Regions from separate parts of the Zea mays genome. Here all the other regions are linked to region 3. Evidence: chromatin contacts called from public Hi-C data. All regions are on one chromosome and are shown on one strand. Each heading gives the region's core, a stretch centred on a gene start, on an enhancer-like site or on the middle of the called end of the contact. The rest is flanking DNA. Distances are from core to core; before and after follow the strand shown.

Region 1 (3,687 bases), core at 285-2,784, 730 kb before region 3:
TTTTCATTTATCTTAAGTCAACCCGTCTCAAGTCTGACCAAATTTATAAAAAGGAACAGTAATATTTCTGACATCATATAAGCCATATGAGAAAAATTATGGAATGCATTTTTATAACTTATACTTCAAGATGGAGAGAGTATATGACAGTACCAATACCACCATAAACTAGATGAAAGAAAATTCAAATAGCAAAATGAAATTAGAAAGAATGTCCTTTGGACAGCAAGCCTCAGCTGCCCCAACAAAGAAACCAAATATAATATTTGCAGTATGGTGTTAACAGAACTTAGCACAAGTTTCACAAGACAAAATAGTTCCACATGGTTGGCAAATATTAAACATGCAACATGATTACTGACTAGGGGTGATGACCCTCCCATTGAGTTTCGACACATTTATGTCTAGTACAGAGGGTAAATAGCATAGCACTCACACAATTTCATCTTGAACCAAACATTATGAATACTTGTTGACTTGGCAAGGTAAGCCATTTTTAGCAATTGTGTTATGAAAGGATGCTACGCTGCAGAAAGTATAGATCTACACAATATGTCATGGTTATCTGTGTCAAGGGATAGTTCCTCTATGTGACCAATAAAAATAGACAAACTATGTGAACACAACAAATTAAGTTATTCACACTACCACAAATTTTTTTCCTTCGAATCAGTCTCCCTGATATGTATTTTCTTCGCCACTTTACTTTTATTGGGCAACCACAAAATGCTCATGAGATAACCACCAACATACTAGCCTGCAAGTTAGTGATTAAAGTTTCAAAGAATACTTTTTCCTGCCACTCAAGCTCACTTTTCTCTCTAATCTGCAACCTTGAGCAGTTTAGCATGATATAATGTCATATGAAAATATGACAATATATAACATATGTCCAACTTGCTTTTGTTATAATGAACTTTGTAGACAGAGACCAGAATGCCACAGCGAGGAGCAGGCTCTTCTGGATGTAAATGCTATAAATAAATAAATTGTATGGCAGACTCCAAATTTCAAATTCCAAAATGACTAGAGATGTGTTCTTGCAGTTCTCCCAATGATTTTTAACAGACTACACTAAGGATAGAGAGAAAATATGGTAAATATCAGCCTAACAGGCTAGCAGACCTAACAGGCTAGCACGCTTAGTCGCATACCAGGGTTGTCGGGAGGGAGCTCTTACCGCATATCTTAATGGGGGCCTCGAGCTCCAGGAGGTTGGGCTGGGAGAGGAAAACGTCCTTGGCGGTGGCGCAGAGGCGCCGGATCTCGGCGTCAGTCACCTGCGCGTTGCGCGGGGTGCGCCCGCCGCGGGCCTCGAGGAGCCGCCGGATCAAGTCGTCAATCGCCGCCTCGTCCATCGCCTCGCCGGGAAAGGAACGGGATCGGAGGGTTAAACCCTAGCTCAAGTGCCGCCGCGTCGCGCCGTCCCTCGCGGGTAAGCCCTCGCCCAGACGCGGAAGCCGCTAAACCCTAGCGGCTCCCTCTTTGTCGGGAGGACGACACGGGAACGGGGAGAGCGTAGAAGGGATGGCTGGAAGCCTGGAAGTCTTGTCACAGCCGGTTCTAGGGGTATAACGAGGGCATACATATGTGTCATGATCCATTTTACACATATATTGACGTCACAAGTGTAATATATCAAAAGACAATGTAATAAAGGTGTAAAGAGATTAGAATACTTTATTACATTATCTGAAACATTGTATCTTTAACAAGTATCACATCAAAGTAAAGCGAAATTTAAATAACAGGGACAATCTCCCACAGGAAGATGACCGGCGTATCGTTAGACTTAGAATTCATTGTCGTCAAAATCTCCATCAAAGTCTCCAGCATCACCCTTTGATCAAAATATTAGCAAGGGTGAGCTCAATTATGGTCAGAGCTCAGCAAGTGGGGAAAAAATTAATGCAGGTATAACAAGATGAGGCCAAGGTTGAGCAGTAAGCATTTTAGCTGGTCAATATTTTATTAACAACATTTGTCTTACTAATAAGTGTGAATCACAAGTATCTCATTTAATCAAAGGAATATGAATATAACAAAAACACTTAAGTGAAATCACTTAAGCAAATCATTGGCAGATCATCGGATTTCAATTTAATTCCATCTTCAAGTTCAATTATCATGTGAGGAGTCCAGGTCGCTCATAACCGGGAGCACGGCTGATATATCAGTTTTACACTCTGCAGAGGTGGTACAACTTTACCCACAAGCCATGCATCCCATCTAGCCCGGGTTGATCGGACCCTTAAACACTGCCGAGGTGAATGGCTAGGGATCCATTATGAGGCTTTCACAAAATACACTTAATACGAAGCAACCCACTAAGGTTTCTAAAGACGATGGTGGTGGCCCCCTGAGTGAGGTACCTTAGCCAAGAATACATCCTCATGTTAACGTGGGCTGCCAACACCTACCGCACCCCCTCTTGCCCATATTTCAGGTAAGGTTGCTAGGTACTAAGCATATAAAGCTAATTACCAAAGCCAGAGCCATGATAGCACTCGTGGTTGCACTGTTATCCTGGGTGGCCGCTCCATGTTCCAATTAATTTGAAATAATGTTGCGTTAACCATCGGGTTAATGTCATAATTGCCAATTTCAATTTTGGAACATTATACCAATTAATGAGTGACATTAAAATCATTAAGTTGAGCGGTAGCACAAATTTGCAAAGCTTAATAATTTCTCAGGGTAAACAAGGAATACAGTTGGTAAATCTAGGAAATCCTTAATTAGGTAAAACCCATCAAATTATGCAGTATATCAAAAAGTAAACTTTATTATATGCAATGAGTGGGTACAACAAGAATATGCAGAGGGAGAATCCACTTGCCTTGCTCAAAAGCGTCTTGCGGGTCGTCCTCGAACGTATTCGAATCCTCTACCACAAAATCAGCTTCTAATAACGTCGTATGTTGCCATACAAAGAGAAAACATACACCAATAAATAAACATGCACCATTACATAAACATACACCATTACATACACATTAACACATCGCACTTATCACACCTTAAATACATCCTAAACGCGTAAATACTTATTAATTCAATTATAGCTATTATTGTGAGTCATAAATGGTGAATTTATGAGTGGGTGCTATAAATACAGTTTTAACTAGTATTTATATGTATTAACATCCTTAATGAAAATAAATAGTACTTATTGTCTTTAATACTAATATTTAGACTAATAGATTTTATCTTTTTATTTGTAGCTAGAATTATTGAGTATAGCCAAAAATAAATTTAATATTCTAAAAAATCCCTATAAATTACTAATTGAACTTTTTATAACACAAGCGGGGTTATTTTGACATAAACTAGTATTTTACTAACTCTAAAAAAATTTAAGTGCTATATTTGTGAACATATTTATTTGGCTAGTAGAAATCTACTTTCCATACTAGCGGTGGTACTTTCTCCTTTCTTTATAAAAAGACAATATTAATAAAATAACCTAGTGATAAATCATCTAAAATCCTATAATGTTTATATGACATGAGTTCTATACCATTTTCTAAATTCATTAAAATGAACCTATGACTATAATTCTCCAAATAGTTTCTAAAGTTCCTTGTGGCCAAATTTAACTACAACATTTCCTATCTAGTGTTTTTATCACCAACGTGTGACTACTAAATTCTCGTCATATTTCTCTAATCCAAAAATCAACGCATC
Region 2 (3,614 bases), core at 666-3,165, 750 kb before region 3:
TGGCTCTGGTTGTTCACCTTTTCTTATGTGAATGAAGCCACATATTTGGCGGGGATCTTCGTTGTGGGGCGGTGACGTGGGAGAAAAGAGGCGGGACTTACGCGTGGAGGACGGAATTGGACCAAACCAATCAGCACTTACCACAGTGTAGATGGTCACATAGGCCGGTAAGGGCCCGACCGAGAGCTATATTTTACTTGTAAAATATATGTTATATATATTTACATAGAATATTTAAAACATTTTTTTTGACGGAGAGCTATATTTTACTTGTAAAATATATGCTATATATATTTATATATATTCTTTAATACATTTTAAAAAAATATATATAGGTTAGACATGTGCCGATCTAATGTGTCAAATATGTTGTTCAGACACGGCACAATCACCAGATCGGACGGACTGGCCACGGACCTAGTGAGCAACGGATTAGTCTTCGTTCGTGCAGGACTATCGGGTGTCGTCCTTTCTAGGCAGCTACATATGACACCAAATAGATTGGGTGCAAAGAGAGGTTAAATAGACTCAGCACCACCAAAAGTCAATGTGCGATTGTGTTTTGTCCACATCTTGCTTGAATGCTTGGGTTTGTGTTAGTTTTCCCCTCTTGTACAGGCTGCAGAGGATTTCGACGGTGTGATGAACGAATAATACGCAACACAGAAAAGAAAGAAACGTTTGTGTTAGTTTTCCTCTCAACTAACCAACCAAACAAACGTTTTATTGTAAACTTTCTCTAATATATATAGCGTTTTTTTGTCGGTGCTGTTCTCCTTTCTGCAAAGATCCAGTACGTTTTAAATGGTGTGGACTGTGGAGGCGGGCAGTCGCAATCACATAAGGGAGGATTTAATATTAAAGACGCTCGACAAAGCTCGAAAAGAAAAGAAAGAAAGAAAGAAAACGGCATCCATCGACAAAGTCACAAGCTGACACGACCGACACACGCCGATGGGCTAGCTTTACCAGAAGGAATCCCATCCGTCCAGTCCGGATCCATGCCTGATTGACTGGGCCAGGCCAATCATCCGTGTAGAAATGTTCGTTCGTTACTTGACAGAAACGCCAAGACCGTAAAGACGGCTACTTAGCCCTCATACATATAAGGGCAACTAAATGAAGGATGTATTAAGAGATCTGTAAGGTCTTGTTAATGACAGTTCTCTCTGGACTTTTGATGCGCGTCTTCCAGAGAGCTCGGGATGTTTTTTTATAATCTTCATAAAAGTAAAGTTTAAAATTGAAGATGAGACGTTAATGAACTAGCTACTACGTGTAAACGAATGGCAATCGACACTTTGGTGCTTTGGGTGATGTACCAGGCCTCCTACAGAGTTGCAAAGCTCAGGACAACCGTGCTCGGCATTAGTAGTTAGTACCCTGCCGGACGAGCGTACGACACAAACCGTTTGACAGCAAGTGAGCGAAAGAAGTCATCCAATCCAACGTGCCAGCAGCACTCATTCGACAAACATGCCCGGGATTCAACAAATTTTCGTACAAAAATCTTTTCAAAAATGCGATCTCAAACTCCAAGACGAGAGACATGGGTCCCCTGTGCCTGTGGCCTGCGCCACACACACATTCCTCTCCACCGTCCCCACTCGCTGCCGACACTCCAGTGTCCAGTCGCCCACGTACCCGGCACCCCGCTGCCGTGCCCGTGCTCCATCCCGCTCCGTGTCCCACCACCACGCGGCCTTCGCTCCCTACTGGCCACGGTGTCTCCCGCCGCAGCGGATCCCAAGGGAAGTTCCCTGGCCTTTCCGTGCGTCACTGCTCGCTCTCCGCCTCCACCTCTTTTAGTGCGGCCGCCTGCCAGTGCGGTGTCCACTGTCCAGCCAGCCATCCAGGCCCAGGAGCGCGAGTTCTGTGCCTGTGCCTCTGCTCCACCTCCCCTGCCCCTGCGCCCCAAGTCCACGTCCACCACTTAGCACTCACGCTGCTCGCTCGCTCGCTCGTACACGCGCCCGCTTCGCGCAGGTGCGTGTAGAACGACGGAGGCATTCCATTTCCGACTGAGCCGTGTGTGTTTGGATCGGATCGGACAACCCCTGCCAAAACCGCGTGTGCCGGCGCTGTTCTGCCTCTGATCGTGTGTGCTGCTGTTGGTTTTGGTTTTGGTTTGGCTAGGGAAGGAACCGTGGGAGGGAAGCGGACGGACATGATGCACGCCAAGTCGGAGTCGGACGTGACGAGCCTGGCGGCGTCGTCGCCGCCTCGGTCGCCGAAGCGGGGCGGCGGCGCCGCCGGCAACGGCGGCTACTACGTGCAGAGCCCGTCGCGGGAGTCGCACGACGGCGGCTACAAGTCCTCGTCGATGCAGCCCACGCCGGTCTACAACAGCCCCAACGAGTCGCCGTCGCACCCCTCCTACGGCCGCCACTCCCGCTCCTCCTCCGTCAGCCGCTTCTCCGGCAACCTCCGCAAGGGCGCCGCCGGGGACCGCAAGGTGCTCAACGACAAGGGGTGGCCCGAGTGCAACGTCATCGAGGAGGAGGGCCCGTACGAGGACCTCGCCGGCGATAGCGGCCTCTCCCGCCGCTGCCAGATCATACTCGGCTTCCTCACCTTCGTCCTCCTCTTCACCGTCTTCTGCCTCATCATCTGGGGCGCCGCCCGGCCGTACGAGCCCGAGGTCATCGTCAAGGTATACACAATTAGTTCCACGTCCACCCCTAAATTGGAGTCTGAGCAACCTCAGTTCACTTCTTCTTCTTCTTCAGTTTATGGGATAATAGTCGTTCCTCTTCCTCTCTGTTTGGTTGTTTCCTATCTAATCCCTAAACCGAGTAATTGACCGCTAGTTACTAAATTTGACTCATGTCTGATGTCCCACGGTTCCAGCGGTAGGCGAGATGGGTTACATCACCATCCAATTGATTGGTGGCTCAGTTGGACAGTGATATGTTGGACACTAATGAGGAACAAGACAGCAATGCAGATTGGGATTTTACAATTGCAAGCTGGGTGTGGGTGTGATTTTGGTTTTGTTGCTCAGATATTGCGGTTGCGAGTAAGTGGTGAACCCGGGGGGGCTAATTTTGCGGTAGCTTGTTAAGCTCTAGTTGGAGTATAGATTGGTTCATGACTTCGAATTGTATAAGTTCAGTTGATGCTCTTTTTACTGTATAATAACAGACTGGTTTCTTTGTGCCAACATTTTCCAGTTCCTCTGAAAATGAAACCAATGTCTGTTTTATATCTGCAGAATCATAAACTAATTAATAATGAGATCTGATGGAATCATAAACGAATATCTGTTTTATATCTCCAGTTCCCCAGGTCTTAAACAATGGACCTCACTGAAGACTGAATAAAAGTCAAATATACCAAGTCTCATTGCAGATTAATAATGAGATCTCTGATGGGATGTTGCTGGCTGGCAGTGGCACTGCATTTAGCATGCTGACTTTTGGGGCTGCATTTTGCAAGAAAACAAAATCGCTTCGATGATCAACACGCGTTTATGATTCGCACTATTTGGCATGGCAAAACTTCGTTTCCGTAGATCTGAGCGTGGTGTTTGCCACAGCCACAGATTTCTGGCCTGAACCACGAACTTCTCTCGCTTGTGTTTTGTGCAGAGCTTGGTGATGGACGACTTCTAC
Region 3 (3,598 bases), core at 671-3,170:
CTCGAGGTCATAGGCTCGCAGCGCTCGCTTCCCGTATCTAGCCGGGGGGAGGGGGAGTCTGTCCGCGTCGCCACGTGGCCGCCGCTCTCCCACGCATGTCGGCGTGTGCTAGCTGTCCCGTCCTCGTCGGTCGCCGCGCACCGTCTCGGCTCGCGGCCGGCCCATCCCGGTGCCCGTCCGTCCGTTCGCTGCCCTCCTTGCAGCGCGACACGCGGCGCTGCTGACATTGGCGAGGGTGGGCTGTTCGGCCACCGTCCGGCGTCGCACACGGCTCTCGCGTTCGTAGACGGTCGCGTGTCGCGCCGCAGCTGACACGGGCGAGGTGCTGGCTAGTAGCTAGCTGCTCGGCCCCCGTCGGCAGCGCACGCCTCTCGGCTCGGTCGCGTCTCTTGCGTGGTGGACGGTCGCATCGGCTGGCCACCCCGGGGTTACATGATCCCGTTGCGTAACTGCGACGGCTCTCTTGATTAGCCAAGCACAGCACTCGTTACCGCCGCCGCCGCCGCGGCGGGGCCAGCCAGATGCGGTGCACCGTGCACGTAACGTAAAGCTGGCATCGACGCCTACTTGCGTTGCCATCGTTTGTCGCTGTACCTGTACATGTCCACCCCTCGTAGCTTTTGCGGCGTTCAGACAGAACTGAGCGTGCCATATCAAGATTCCATGTTGCATCACGGCGTTCCCAGTGCGCACCGACCATCAATTATATCGAGCGCACTAATGACCGCACCTGTCACACCAAAACCTAACGAGCGACTAGTTTACTCTGCTAAAAACTCCCTGGCGATAAGCTCATAGTCACCGTCACACACTCACAGCGCGCAAGCGCCGGCCGTCCCTGTCGCCACACACCAGGCAGCCCACAGCCGTGCGCACCGACTCGCGCCCGCGAAAAATCCCGCCACGCACACGCCCTAATCGCCATCCCACCCACCCAGTCACGCCCCCACGCCTAATCCCCACCTGGCCGTTCGCCTAATCCCAACTATTTATATACCCCCACCGCTCATAGGCGCAAGAGAAAGAGGGAAAGAGAAGAGATACACGCAGACCAGTAGCAAGCCAAGCAGCGCCCACGAGGTAGGGATGGCAATTTCACCCGCGGGTTCGGGCCCCGTCGGGTTTTGCACCCGTCAGGTTCGGGTTCGGGTGTAAAAATCCACCCACGGGTTAGACCCAAACCCGACCCGAAGCATTACGGGTGCGGGTGCGGGTTTTGATTTTCGCCCGCGGGTCACCCGGAACCCGGAGCTACGCCCGAAGCGCAGAGTTGCAGCCGGCCACCCGCCCAAGTCCCGTGCGCATCCAGTTTGTATTCCAGTGGGCCCTGAGAAAAACCCAAATCCCTCAACCCCAAGTCCCCAACCGGCCGCCATAGCAGATTAGCAGGCTAGCACCACTGCACCAGGCGTCCAGGGCTCCAGGCGGCCGCGGCCACGATAGATCCGCCCGCCGCTGCCCGCCCCACCCCGGCCACCCCCTCCGCCGTCACCACCACCGGAGGACGCATCCCCAGGGCCGCCGCATCCTGCTCCTGCCGGATCCCCAGGACCACCGGAGGAGGACGCATCCCTAGGAGCCACCGAGCGTCCGAGGCCAAGCCAGGAGTCCAAGTCTCCACTATCTAGGACCGGCACTCCCCACTCCGGCACTCCCCAGGACCACCGGAGTCCGACTGCAGCGGCCAGCGGCGCAGCCTGCTCCCACCACGTACGAGGTTCCTATCCTTGTAGGTGAGGTGAGCCGTGAGCATGTCCCTTGGCCCTTGCACAGCTTGACTTGAGCAGCTCTAATTTGTAAATTGCAGAGTCTGATGTCTGACCAAGGTGCTTCGAGGCCGAGCAGGAGCAGTCGTCAAGTTCCCACAAAGAGCAGTGCTGTGGTTGCAGGAGGTTCCTCAAGTGCAGCTACACCGACGAGTGCTGCTGCAAATGAAATGCCATCTTCAAGTGTTCAAGCTCCACCATCAGAAGGTACAGAACATGTGGTCGTAAATGATGATGATGATAATGTACAAGTTGGATGCAAAAGGAAGCTGAAATCTGATGTGTGGCTTGAATTTGAACAAGTAACAGTTGGGGGTAAAATGAAAGCTGAATGCACTTGGTGTAAAAAGCTACTAGTTGGAGATAGTAGAGCCGGTACTAATCACTTGCGTGGTCATCTCATCGTGAAAGATGGCATGACTGTTATGGAAAAGGGTGTTGAAAGAATACGTGATAGTGTTGGGTTTTGGTGTGCCACGCCAAAAAGGCATGAACGTTTTGAACGGACAGCAAATCAAATGAATATTAAATATGGTAGAAGGATAACTCTAGATTGTAAGACAAGATGGAATTCAACCTACGTTATGCTTAGCATTGCATTAGAATACCAATCAGTTTTTGATCGACTTGCAAGTAAAGAGAAGCTTTGTGCTCATTTTAAGCCAACAACAGATGATTGGGAGTTTGCTAGGGAGCTTTGTGGTAGGCTGAAAATATTTTTTGATGCAACTGAGCTATTGTCAGGCACTAGTTATGTAACAGCTAATCTTTTTTTCCCCAAAATTTGTGGAATTTATTTGGCCATTGATAAATGGAGAACTAGTGCCATTCCAAAGGTAGAAGAGATGTCTGTCTTGATGAAAGATAAGTTTAAGAAGTATTGGACAGATGTACATGGGCTTATGGAAGTAGCCACTGTTTTAGATCCTAGGTACAAATTGAAGTTCATGAAAGCTTTTTATAGCACCATTTATGGGGAAGAAAGTCCAACTACAGACGATGAAGTGTGTAGAGTCAAAAATTTGTTGTATGAGTTGGTGTTAGAATATCAAGAATCTATGGAGGGCATGGCAACAACAGATGCTGTAGGTGCATCTAGTAGGGGCTGTAGGGCCCCCAACGAAGGAGATGACTTGATGTTTGGAATCTTTGATAAATTCTTGTCGGAAGAACCTGATTGTTCATCTTTTGTGCGCACTGAGTTGGATTTATATTTGGAGGAGCCAACACTGCCAAGAACTCAAGAGCTAGACATAATTAATTGGTGGCAATATGCAGGGATCAAGTACCCCACTTTGAGAAAGATTGCTCGAGATATCATGGCAATTCCAGTCACAACTGTTGCATCTGAGTCTGTATTCAGCACTGGGGGAAGAGTAATAAGCCCACATCGAAGTAGACTAGCACCAAAAACAGTTGAAGGATTGATGTGTATGCAAGCTTGGTCTCGTGCTAACATGTTAGGCGATCAATCCTGTTTTGTGAATGCTCTAATGACATGTTTGGAGGATGAAGAAGAAGAAATGGTAACATTGAGTTTCTTAACATTTATTTTCTTACTTTTGATTTAATGAATACTATCATTTAATTGTCTATTTTTCTTGTTAGGATGAAGCAGATTCTACCATAGTTGATTGAAGTTGAAGCTTGACCAAGTGATTTGTTTGGAGGATGAAGAAATGGTAACATTGAGTTCCTTAATATCTAATTTCTTAGTTTTGGTTTACTGAATACTAACATTTGATTGACTACTTTTTGCTAGGATGAAGCAGATTCTTGTATTCTACAATGGTTGAGTGTTGCTGTTGGTGCAATATTGAATTGGTCTCTAT

What was found. Hi-C and Micro-C count contacts between places; a contact is called where the count stands out from the background.
Region 1: a Hi-C map of leaf shows a contact between it and region 3, with 5 times the contacts expected there. The contact joins the promoter of LOC100191199 here to the promoter of LOC103629531 in region 3. A contact is called at or near these places in 2 of 25 Hi-C or Micro-C datasets (endosperm and leaf).
Region 2: a contact with region 3 is called in a Hi-C map of bundle sheath, with 2.9 times the contacts expected there. The contact joins the promoter of LOC100282984 here to the promoter of LOC103629531 in region 3. A contact is called at or near these places in 3 of 25 Hi-C or Micro-C datasets (bundle sheath, endosperm and leaf mesophyll).

What each region holds. Positions count from the first base shown.
Region 1 is chr6:88,380,574-88,384,260 of Zm-B73-REFERENCE-NAM-5.0, forward strand. LOC100191199 (putative serine/threonine protein phosphatase superfamily protein) reads right to left here and starts at 1,535. Exons shown (of 3, transcript NM_001136634.1): 1 at 1,181-1,535. The coding sequence starts at 1,358.
Region 2 is chr6:88,362,786-88,366,399 of Zm-B73-REFERENCE-NAM-5.0, forward strand. It overlaps LOC100282984, which reads left to right and starts at 1,916. Exons shown (of 4, transcript NM_001155888.1): 1 at 1,916-1,986; 2 at 2,137-2,653; 3 at 3,591-3,614. The coding sequence starts at 2,168.
Region 3 is chr6:89,113,801-89,117,398 of Zm-B73-REFERENCE-NAM-5.0, forward strand. LOC103629531 (ethylene-responsive transcription factor RAP2-9) reads left to right here and starts at 1,921. Exons shown (of 3, transcript XM_008650628.4): 1 at 1,921-3,292; 2 at 3,375-3,448; 3 at 3,529-3,598. LOC118472198 (a long non-coding RNA gene) reads right to left here. Exons shown (of 2, transcript XR_004850207.1): 2 at 1-1,925.